Linked DNA regions of Mus musculus: region 2 is linked to region 1. Evidence: chromatin contacts called from public HiChIP or PLAC-seq data. All regions are on one chromosome and are shown on one strand. Each heading gives the region's core, a stretch centred on a gene start, on an enhancer-like site or on the middle of the called end of the contact. The rest is flanking DNA. Distances are from core to core; before and after follow the strand shown. Region 1 overlaps Ctnnal1 (catenin (cadherin associated protein), alpha-like 1). Region 2 overlaps Ptpn3 (protein tyrosine phosphatase, non-receptor type 3).

Region 1 (4,754 bases), core at 762-3,261:
ACTCCTGGCCCATCATTTTATAAAAGTAGAAACAGAAAGGAGAGGCCGTGCATTCATGGGAGGAATCAATGGAGGCTGCATGCCGCACACTCCACCGCTTCTGTTTAACCAAGCATGCCTTGCCCGGCTCTCACTAGATTATGCGGCCTGCCAAGCTTGCAGAGAGTGGCTGTGCCAGGCAGCTCTGTTCACAGTACTCCATCCACTCTCTTCTGCTTAGACCAGGCTGGCTTCGAACTCAGAAATCCACCTGCCTCTGCCTCCCGAGTGCTGGGATTAAAGGCGTGCGCCACCACGCCCGGCTTTAAGTTACTGTTTTCATCTCTTCAAAAATACCAAAGAGGGCTGGGGTGAGGCTCTCTGGTCGGGTACATGCTTAGCAGAAAAAGAAAAAGAACAGATGAAACAGAACTGGAAAGCTCCCACATTGGATGCGTTTGCCCAACCATTTCTTACCACTGACTGATGTGGGCGACACCAAAGGCTCTTACCTTTGAGGCTGTAAGGAGCATCATCGTACCCTTTTCAAGCACAGCCCTCGCCACAGCCATTCTGGCCTTTTTCTTCTCATCTTTCAAATCCTAGAGATGAAATCACATCACTGGGTAGTCTAAGAACATGCAAGCAACTTGATCTTTTGAAAAGCCATTCACTCATCAATAATAATGTTCAGAAGGCCCAGTCACACCAGTCGCACCAGTCACACCAGTCACACCAGTCACACCGTTCAGAAAGGATCTGAGAATGGTTCCTGACCTGTCTGTGCTTTGGTGAAGACAGTCACACTCTTCACCCCCAGCTTCACTCTCTGAGGTCACTGACCTGCAGTCCATGTGTCTGTGTTACTGTCTGTCTCCTCCCACACCCTCTAAAACAGAGGTTCTGGGGACAGAGGCTTTGTATGTACTGTTAAATCCCCAGTGTCCAGTGACTAAGTTATGAGAATCTGCTGGGTATGAGGAAAGAAGCTGGATAATGCGATGGCTATGTTCAGCATATTCTGGCCAAATTAAGAAAGAAAGGGCTTAGCCAGGCAGTGATGGTGCACGCCTTTAATCCCAGCACTCAGGAGGCAGAGGCAGGTTGATTTCTGAGATCGAGGCCAGCCTGGTCTACAAAGTGAGTTCCAGGACAGCCAGGGCTATACAGAGAAACCCTGTCTCAAAAAACCAAAAAAAAAAAAAAAAAAAAGAAAGAAAGAAAGAAAGAAAGAAAGAAAGGAAAAGGAAAAGGAAAGGAAAGGAAAGGAAAGGAAAGGAAAGGAAAGGAAAGAAAAGAAAAGAAAAGAAAAGAAAAGAAAAGAAAAGAAAAGAAAAGAAAAGAAAAGAGAGAAAGGGCTTGAACTCTTGATGCAAACACTAAGACTTTGACCCGGGCAAAGCAGTTAGCAAACCCCTCCGTGGGAAACTGCCTACTGCCCTCTATCTGATAGGTGACATTTAACAGGGACTTCTGCCGGTGTGGTGGTGCATGCCTTCAATCCCGGCACTGGGGAAGCAGAAGCAAAAGGATCTCTAGGAGTTTGAAGACAGCCTGGTCTACACGGTCAGTTCCAGGCCAGCCAGGGCTAGTCTCCAGCCAAAGTCCACAAGTTTTAAAAGATTCGATCTAGCCTTGGTAGAAATAAATATTCCTATACCAATATTCTCCAGACCAATTCTATTTTCTTTTTTGATCTTTGAGGTAGGGTCTTACAATGTAGCACGGACTACCCTGGAAGTTGCTTAGTTTGACTTTAAACTGGTAGCAACCCTCCTATCTTAAAATCTTAAGTGTTGAGCAGGGCAGTGGTGGCCCACATCTTCCAACCACTTGGGAGGCAGAGGCAGGCAGATCTTTGTGAGTTCAAGGCCAGCCTGGTCTACATAGCAAGGAGGAGGAAGATGAGGAGGAGGAGGAATAATAAGAAGAAGAATTAGAAGAAGAATCCCAAGAGCTAGGATTACAGTAGTGAGCCACCATGCTGGCTCCATACCAGATTTCTAACTACAAATCAAAATAACAGTGGAAGTTTACCAGTTATGTGGCCAGCAGGAAACAGTCAAAATGAGCTACATGGGCTTTGGAATCTGAGTCACACCACACTCGCCCAAGTGATCCAGGAAATGTTAGATGATAAACTGTCATAAAAATACTTTATACTAATAATGTTTATAGGGAAGAGTGGAGGGGGCGAAGAGAGAGGATGAAAAGGAAATGAAGCCGAGTGTAAAAGAGCAATGGCTTCAGAACAGAGCACAGACAAGGTGCCACACAGGTGGCTTTTAAAACTTTGCATTACAATTCTTTGTTGATTTTGTGCACAACTGCACATGTGAGTATGTGTGTAAGTCAAACGTGTATCCATGTCTGCTCAGGCATGGGTATACATGAGTGCCGTAGCACCCATGTGGGGATCAAAGGGCAACTTGCAGGCGTCAGTCATTTCCTTCCACCATGTGGACCCTGTGGATTCAAATCAGACAAGCGCCCTTACCCACTCAGCCATCTATATTCAGCTTTTTTAGAGACAATTAGTAGTCCCCAGCCTGACATTTTCCAGGCCCATGTCCATCTCCCAACTGTAGCTACAACCAGGAAAGCTCCCAGAGGCATCTCAGTACCACAGGTCAGACCTGATGGATTCATAAGCAAACACCCCAGCTGGGAAAACCCTATTCCAGACATGCTGTGGTTGTCCACTCCTCAGACTTAGAAGTGTTGGTCTGAATTGGGGAGTAGGTCCCCAAAAACAGACATCAAGTTATGGTTGAAGACTGACAGGCTTCAGGGATAGGCTTAACCGAAATCAGTCCAATGGCAGAGTGACCTTAGAAATTCACCCCAGGTTTGGTTTTCTTACATTAAAAACCACCAATAGCAACACCCAACATGCAGGGGTGCATTGAATATTCAAATCAATCATGCATATTAAATACCTAACATATTATAACCAATGCAAATGGAACAATGCCATGTGTTCTTAGGAACAAGGACATGGATGTAGTGAATGAAGAAGTCAGTTCATTGATTAAAAAGATCACATTTCTACCCAAAGTAAAAGGTCTGAGTGTATGTGAAGACATCTCAAAGTGATAAGTACGTACATTTTGTCGGTCTCCCGTTAGATGTGCAAACTCCACCATTTCGTTTCCAAACTGGCTGAATATCTGAACAAATTCCTGAAAGCTGTTTACTTTCTCTAGCCTTTCCATGGTTGCGAGAATCTGCAAAACAGAAAGTATTTTATTGGGCAACAAACAAGAAAGAGACTGAGACTTCCAGAGTTAAACAATGACAACAAACAGGGGAGGCTCAGAACTCTCTACACAGCCCCTTAGTCTGGTTCTGAACTCATGATGATCCTCCTGCCTCGTCTTTCAAGAGTAGAGATTACACCCCCCACCCCCCTCCGGTCCCTACCCGAAAGTTCAATTTTCCTTTTAATAATAGTGACTCTTAAGAGACTCTGGGAAGGCTGTACTAATCACCTCTGAGGAGAATCCTTCAGTGACTTTCTTTCTGCCTTTTAACAGACTCCTCCAATTCTCTCTTGAATACACTGGGACCCAAGCTCCCAGCGCTGGGACCTGGGGACACTGTGGCTCAGAGCCACGTCTGAGCAGTAACAGCTCTGCTCACTCCTTCCTCTTCACACTGGGCTTCATGACAGAGATCCTCCTCTGTGTATTTAGGGTTTTGTTTATTGGTTTTGGTTTTTGACACACAGTCCCTAATCCAGGCTGGCCACACCCTCCCTATGAAATGCAGGATGACTTTGAACGGTTTTCATTCGAAGTCCATATGCATATAGTCATACCTGGGAACGAGTGTGTGTGCAAGGGCACGTGTGTACACATATGTGGAGAACAGAGCTTGACTCTCGGTATATTCAGTAATCTGTCTCTTCATTATTTTCTGAGGCAGGGTCTTAAACCTGGAGCTCATCTATCTGACTAGTCAGAAGCTGAAGAGTTGAGGCAAACTAAATCCATCTCCTTTCTTTACAAAGTACCTAGCCTTAGGCATTTTGTCATAGGAACAGAGAGCTAACAAAGGTAGTAATAAGAACTAAGAAGGCAGTGAAGAGAAAAAAACAAAAAACAAAAAACCAAAAACAAACCAACCAACCAACCAACCAGAAACTGTACAGGTCGCTGAACCAGAACTGTAAGAACCCCAGTGTGGAAGAAAATGGAAGGGAGGTGATCTACAGATCGAGGAGTGGGTGGGGCTAGGATTCACAGTTGAAAAACCGTTCTCATCCGTCAGGGGCTGCTGTTCAGACTAAGCAGCTGCCAAGACGCTTCAGACAGAGAGGGGGGAACAGAGCGCAGACCGACACACAGACAGACCTACACACAGACAGACACACAGACAGACCTACACACAGACAGACACACAGCACAGACCTACACACAGTACAGACCTACACACAGACAGACACACAGTACAGACCTACACACAGTACAGACCTACACACAGACAGACACACAGTACAGACCTACACACAGACAGACACATAGTACAGACCTACACACAGTACAGACTGACACACAGTACAGACCTACACACAGACAGACACACAGTACAGACCTACACACAAACTGACACACAGTACATCAGCAGAGGCTGTGTCTTCCACATAAGAAAAACAGTGAAACATTCTTTGATTGTTTTTTCCTAAAAACAATCTGCTGAGTTTTGGTCAGACCAAGATAGGTTAGAAAAACACAGATATCCTGTGTTTGCTCATTTTTAATGAGGCTATGGAG
Region 2 (4,754 bases), core at 925-3,424, 350 kb after region 1:
ACCAAACCAAAAGACTGGTGTTTCCAGGGGAGGTTATCAATTGTGCCTACATAATCACTCCCCCATCCTCTATAAAGCAGAACTGAATCTTAGGGCTAGCTCAGCTGTCTAGACGGTTCAGCATTAAGAGTACTTGCTGTTCTTTCAGAGGACCCTAGTTTGGTTCCCAACACCATACTTAGGTGGTTCCTATTTCTAATTCCAGTTACCTGACACTTTCTTTTTAGCCTTCAAGGGTAACTGCACTTGCGTGTCCCAAAGCACACGGGCACAGACACACCATTAAAAATAGAAATAAAATAACCCTGAACTTTGGCTGTCGAGAATATCATGCAGAATTCCTAACCCCTTGCTGCAGAATGTGCAGACTCAGCTTAAAGAGAAAGGAAAGCCCATGCTCTGCCCCCCTTTCCTCCTATTTTCTTTTGGCCAGAATGTGGCTATAATGGTTGGCACTAGCGGGGCCATTTAAAACTGTGACAGGGCCATGTGATGGAGGCTATATACAGACAGAAGAGTAGCCACTGTCTATCACTAGTGGGCTCCAGGCTGCTCATGTTTGTAAGAAGTATAAACTACATCACTCCAGCCACCTTTGCTTTGGTTTTTGGATGCAGAATTGGATATGTAAAACTACATTATAAATCACATCTACAATGTGCCAGGAGCCTCATGGGCTCACTGGGGCAGCAACGGCAAAAGTACACATAAGACAAAATTGGTTTCTGCACTACTGTGGAAGATAGGCCACCTAAGACCACAGCATCAGAGGCAGTGGTGGCAGGAGACAGAAGTGTGAATGTTGGTCCTTGTCACTTTCCCTAAGGTCCTATGAAATGAGATGAACGAAAGCCAGTCAGAGACAGGAAGGATTCATACTCTGCTCTGTCTGGAGTTGGCAGTTGGTCCTATGAAATGAGATGAACGAAAGCCAGTCAGAGACAGGAAGGATTCATACTCTGCTCTGTCTGGAGTTGGCAGTTGGTAGCCTGCACTTGGAGCTGATTAACATCTTCAAGCCCTGAAAAGTCTTTTGCCCTCCCAAGTGCAGCTAATCAATAGGAATGGCCTTGAAATGGGAAGACACCAGACCAGGGAACAAGTAAGGCTTTCCAGTCGAAATGTGTGACTTTTGCAGCTCCCAAGCTAGCTCTGGGAGCAGCCTGTCAATCCAAGTTTTCAGGAGGCCACCATCTTCAAATTGAAGAGGCACAGATAAAGGACCTTTCATCTCAGGGTTGAAGTCAAGACCAGATCTTTGGCTATGAATAATTCCAAAGCCTTATCTCCCAGAACTATGAAAGTAGTTGGAGGAACCTCCAAGTCTTCCTCAAGAGTAGGCAAGCTAGAAGAGCTATGTGGGTCCAAGGCCACTCTTTGGATGTCTCACTTTTGAGTGTGACCATGGAAGAAGGACAGGAATCTTTCCAGAGGGCAGAATTGGACTGTCAGGTGCTATTCAAGGGACTGGCCACGGCCAGAGAGAGCTCAGCTGCTCCTGTGAGGTCGTGGGACAGTGGCAGACCAGGCTACCCTCTTGCCCTCCCATATAGTGGATGGCTGCTTCCTGTGTCTACTTCAGTGCTACTTAGAAATTATGTGAGGGGCTGGTGAGATGGCTCAGCAGGTAAGAGCACCCGACTGCTCTTCCGAAGGTCCGGAGTTCAAATCCCAGCAACCACATGGTGGCTCACAACCATCCGTAACGAGATCTGACTCCCTCTTCTGGAGTGTCTGAAGACAGCTACAGTGTACTTACATATAATAAATAATAAATCTTTAAAAAAAAAAAGAAATTATGTGAGAACTTATTAGCTTTTAAGTCATCGGAGCCTAAAAAGCAAACAACTAAAATCCACACATACCGCCTTTAATCCCAGCACTCGAGAAGCAGAGGTACATGGATCTCTGTGAATCTGAGGCCAACCTAGTCTATTAAGCAAGTCCCAAGACAGCCAGGACTGGTACACAGAGAAACCGTGTCTTGGAAAAAGAAATCCACACACATCAAAAGAAGCCTGAAAAAAAAATCACTAAGTAATTTTCTTTTAGCAATATGGCATGATGACATTTAGTTTATGTTGTTCTCATGAGAAGAAGAGACTACATGGGGCCAAAGGGCTCATTGTTCCTCAAATTCTTTCTCAGAATGAGATCATGTGAAATTTAGTTATGCATACTGTCCTCCCCCACCCCCCACCTTCTTCTTCTTTTTTTTGAATTTACCATGTAGACCAGGTTGGCGTTGAATTCATAGATTTGTTTACCCCTGCCTCCTGAGCATTGAGATTCTAACATTTGGTCTGGGCTTGAGGCCTCAGGCTCAACAGCAAGTGCCAGTACAGTACTCACTGAGCCATCTCACCAGGGCCTCCTGGCAGGTAGTCTCAGCTGCCCTTGAACTTGTAATGTAGAGACACTGACCTCCGGATCCTTCTGTTTTGACTTCCTGGTCTGACCCAGGGCTTCGCGCATGCTCTGCAAGCACCCTAGCAACGGAGCTTACATTCCCTAGCCCCAGCATATGGTTTCTTGGCATAAAAACTACCCCCTTGAATAAGATATGGCCCTGGGACTAAGGACACAGGTCTTGCTTTTCTCTTCCCCTTCCTGCTATGCTATCAAGCACCTGAATGTGTCTGGAAGTCAAGGTAGGAGCTGCATTCTGAGGACCTGGAACCCTGTTGATCACTGAGTCACTCAGCAACCGCGTAGGATGAAGGATAGGGCTTTGTGCAAACTACTGCCTTCACAGTAGAATCCAATTCTGATCTAAAACTGGTCCCCCAAAGTGAGTGCTAAGGCCAAACACTGCACGAGAAATCAACCAGAGGGAGGGTGAGGTGGGCGGACAGCATCGAGTTGATAGGAGGCGGGGTACAAACCAGACACACAAATAAAAATGTTGACAGACAAGAACAGTGTTGCATAGCTTGAACGCTTTTATATTGATCAGGTTGTTTTTCAGTAGAGTTCCGACAACAAGTCAGGATGAGAAAACATTCCAAATTTACAGGAAAACATATTGCTGATCGACTAAAGATAACTTTACAAAATATGGCTTAGCACACAATCCTGTGGTTGCTCCGGTGGTACGAGAGCTATCAAGAAATCGACGTTAGCTATCATCAGTCTTCGAGGTTTGATTGCTCAGGCTGAGGTCACAAGGAACTTGGCTGTCTTTTCTAGGTCTACTCTAGGATGACAGGTAAGAACCAGGAGGGTGGTAATATTTATCTTTGTAATTCCACAGTGATAAGGACTGAGACAACCAACCCCTTGGGGACAAGTCACAGACCGGGTGTTTCTCTGTGTCAGCCCTTCAGACTTGGTTAAGGTTAAATTTTGTTTCCCTGAAATCTAACTGTGAGTTCATCTAGTCCCACCAGTCACCAGTGCTTTCCAACATAAACAAACTGGCTGAGGGCAAAGCCGGGGTCTGGACTAAGTCTCACCCATTTTTCCCTGATGCCTCCTCTTTGTTGCCTTGGGAGGATGAAGAGGCAATTTACTGCACCCCCCCCAAATGGTAATTTTTAAGGATAAAGGCGTGCAGAGGGGAGGGGGAGAGGGCCAACCATGAACACAGCAATAAGAGAATCTACACAAGCATCAGAACATATTTAAGTCCCATGGGACCCCGGGAGGAAACTAAAAGTACCGCTACACGTTTGAGAGCCATCCATCCTGCCCCCTACCCCTCAACAAACTTCACTTAATTGTTCTCTCTGGAAAATCAACACACCATGTATGGATTCTGGAGAGTGGTACCAGCAGGGAACCCACCGGATGAAGGAAGTACACTGGGGTGTCTAATCTGTTCTTTGGGAAGGTGCTGGAATGTAGGATATAAATATCTTCCCCATTCACAACCAGCCAAATTTCCCAGGCAAAATATTTACCCTGAGTCTGATGCAATTCTTAGGATGAAACATAGCTTCTCAAAAGCAACTGTGGATATGGGAGATGCAGGAAAACAAGAGCTCAGAACTTTGGTTTTTTAAATTGGTAATATTGACCCAGTTCACTTGGGCACTCTACTCTTTGGGGTCATTTTCATGTCCTTCTCAAGATCCCACGGACTCTGTTTCTGGCAACTACCACTGTGTCTGAAGTGCTGGCCCCATACAATGGCAGAGAGAGGCCAGCTGCAGCTTTTTCAAGCTTCACAGAATATTACATAAGTGTAACAGCAGCATTTTCGTGACCACACTCAACGTGTTTTCAGAAAAATAATAAAACAGTCTCCAAGGACATTTAGATTCTGCAAGTGCTTTGCACACAGGGCAGTGATAAACATTGCTATCAAACAACGGTCGTCTGTTAAACAGCCTAGTGCCACTGAAATGCACCCAGTACTCTCTCCTCCTCCTCTTCTTGGGGCTTTACTGAGAGCGTTCTCAGAACCCAGCTTGAATAAAGGTATCGGTGCTCTGTGCTTTTCCCTCTACAACACTGCTCTATGAAAACCTGGTGGGTTCCACTTGTCTGATATGCTTGGGGCCAACAAAAGAAGCCAGCCTTCCTAGTTCTTCAGTGGCATTGGTTTATGTATTCCAGAAGCTGGAAATTAGTTTCCATAGTGTGATCTAATTCTGTCCTCAAATTCCAAGTGTTGTTTTTCATTATTTCACACAGACGGAAAGAGAGGCACAGATCGATCCCAGGTTCCTATGAGGGCTACCTGGTGTTGAGCAGTACAGAACCAAATTCCACTTTCTCAGTATACAGGGCACTGAGCAGTGCCTTTCTCA

What was found. HiChIP or PLAC-seq counts read pairs in DNA pulled down with a chosen protein or histone mark.
Region 2: a contact with region 1 is called in an HNF4G HiChIP or PLAC-seq map of pancreatic cancer cells. The contact joins two enhancer-like sites. A contact is called at or near these places in 2 of 115 datasets of contacts at active chromatin or transcription factors (embryonic stem cells and pancreatic cancer cells) and 1 of 9 other capture datasets (embryonic stem cells).

The regions. Positions count from the first base shown.
Region 1 is chr4:56,838,475-56,843,228 of GRCm38.p6, forward strand. It overlaps Ctnnal1 (catenin (cadherin associated protein), alpha-like 1), which reads right to left. Exons shown (of 19, transcript NM_018761.3): 4 at 3,087-3,206; 5 at 492-581. Among named protein-coding and RNA genes, the nearest start is that of Ctnnal1, 24 kb to the right of the region's middle. Within about 2 kb of position 2,012, at least 24 of the 459 cell types and tissues checked have an H3K27ac peak or open chromatin away from gene starts, as enhancers often do. A contact at or near this core is called in pancreatic cancer cells, where this site is marked.
Region 2 is chr4:57,187,922-57,192,675 of GRCm38.p6, forward strand. Ptpn3 (protein tyrosine phosphatase, non-receptor type 3) reads right to left here. Exons shown (of 26, transcript NM_001384115.1): 26 at 2,925-4,754. Among named protein-coding and RNA genes, the nearest start is that of Gm12530, 18 kb to the left of the region's middle. Within about 2 kb of position 2,175, at least 9 of the 459 cell types and tissues checked have an H3K27ac peak or open chromatin away from gene starts, as enhancers often do. A contact at or near this core is called in pancreatic cancer cells, where this site is marked.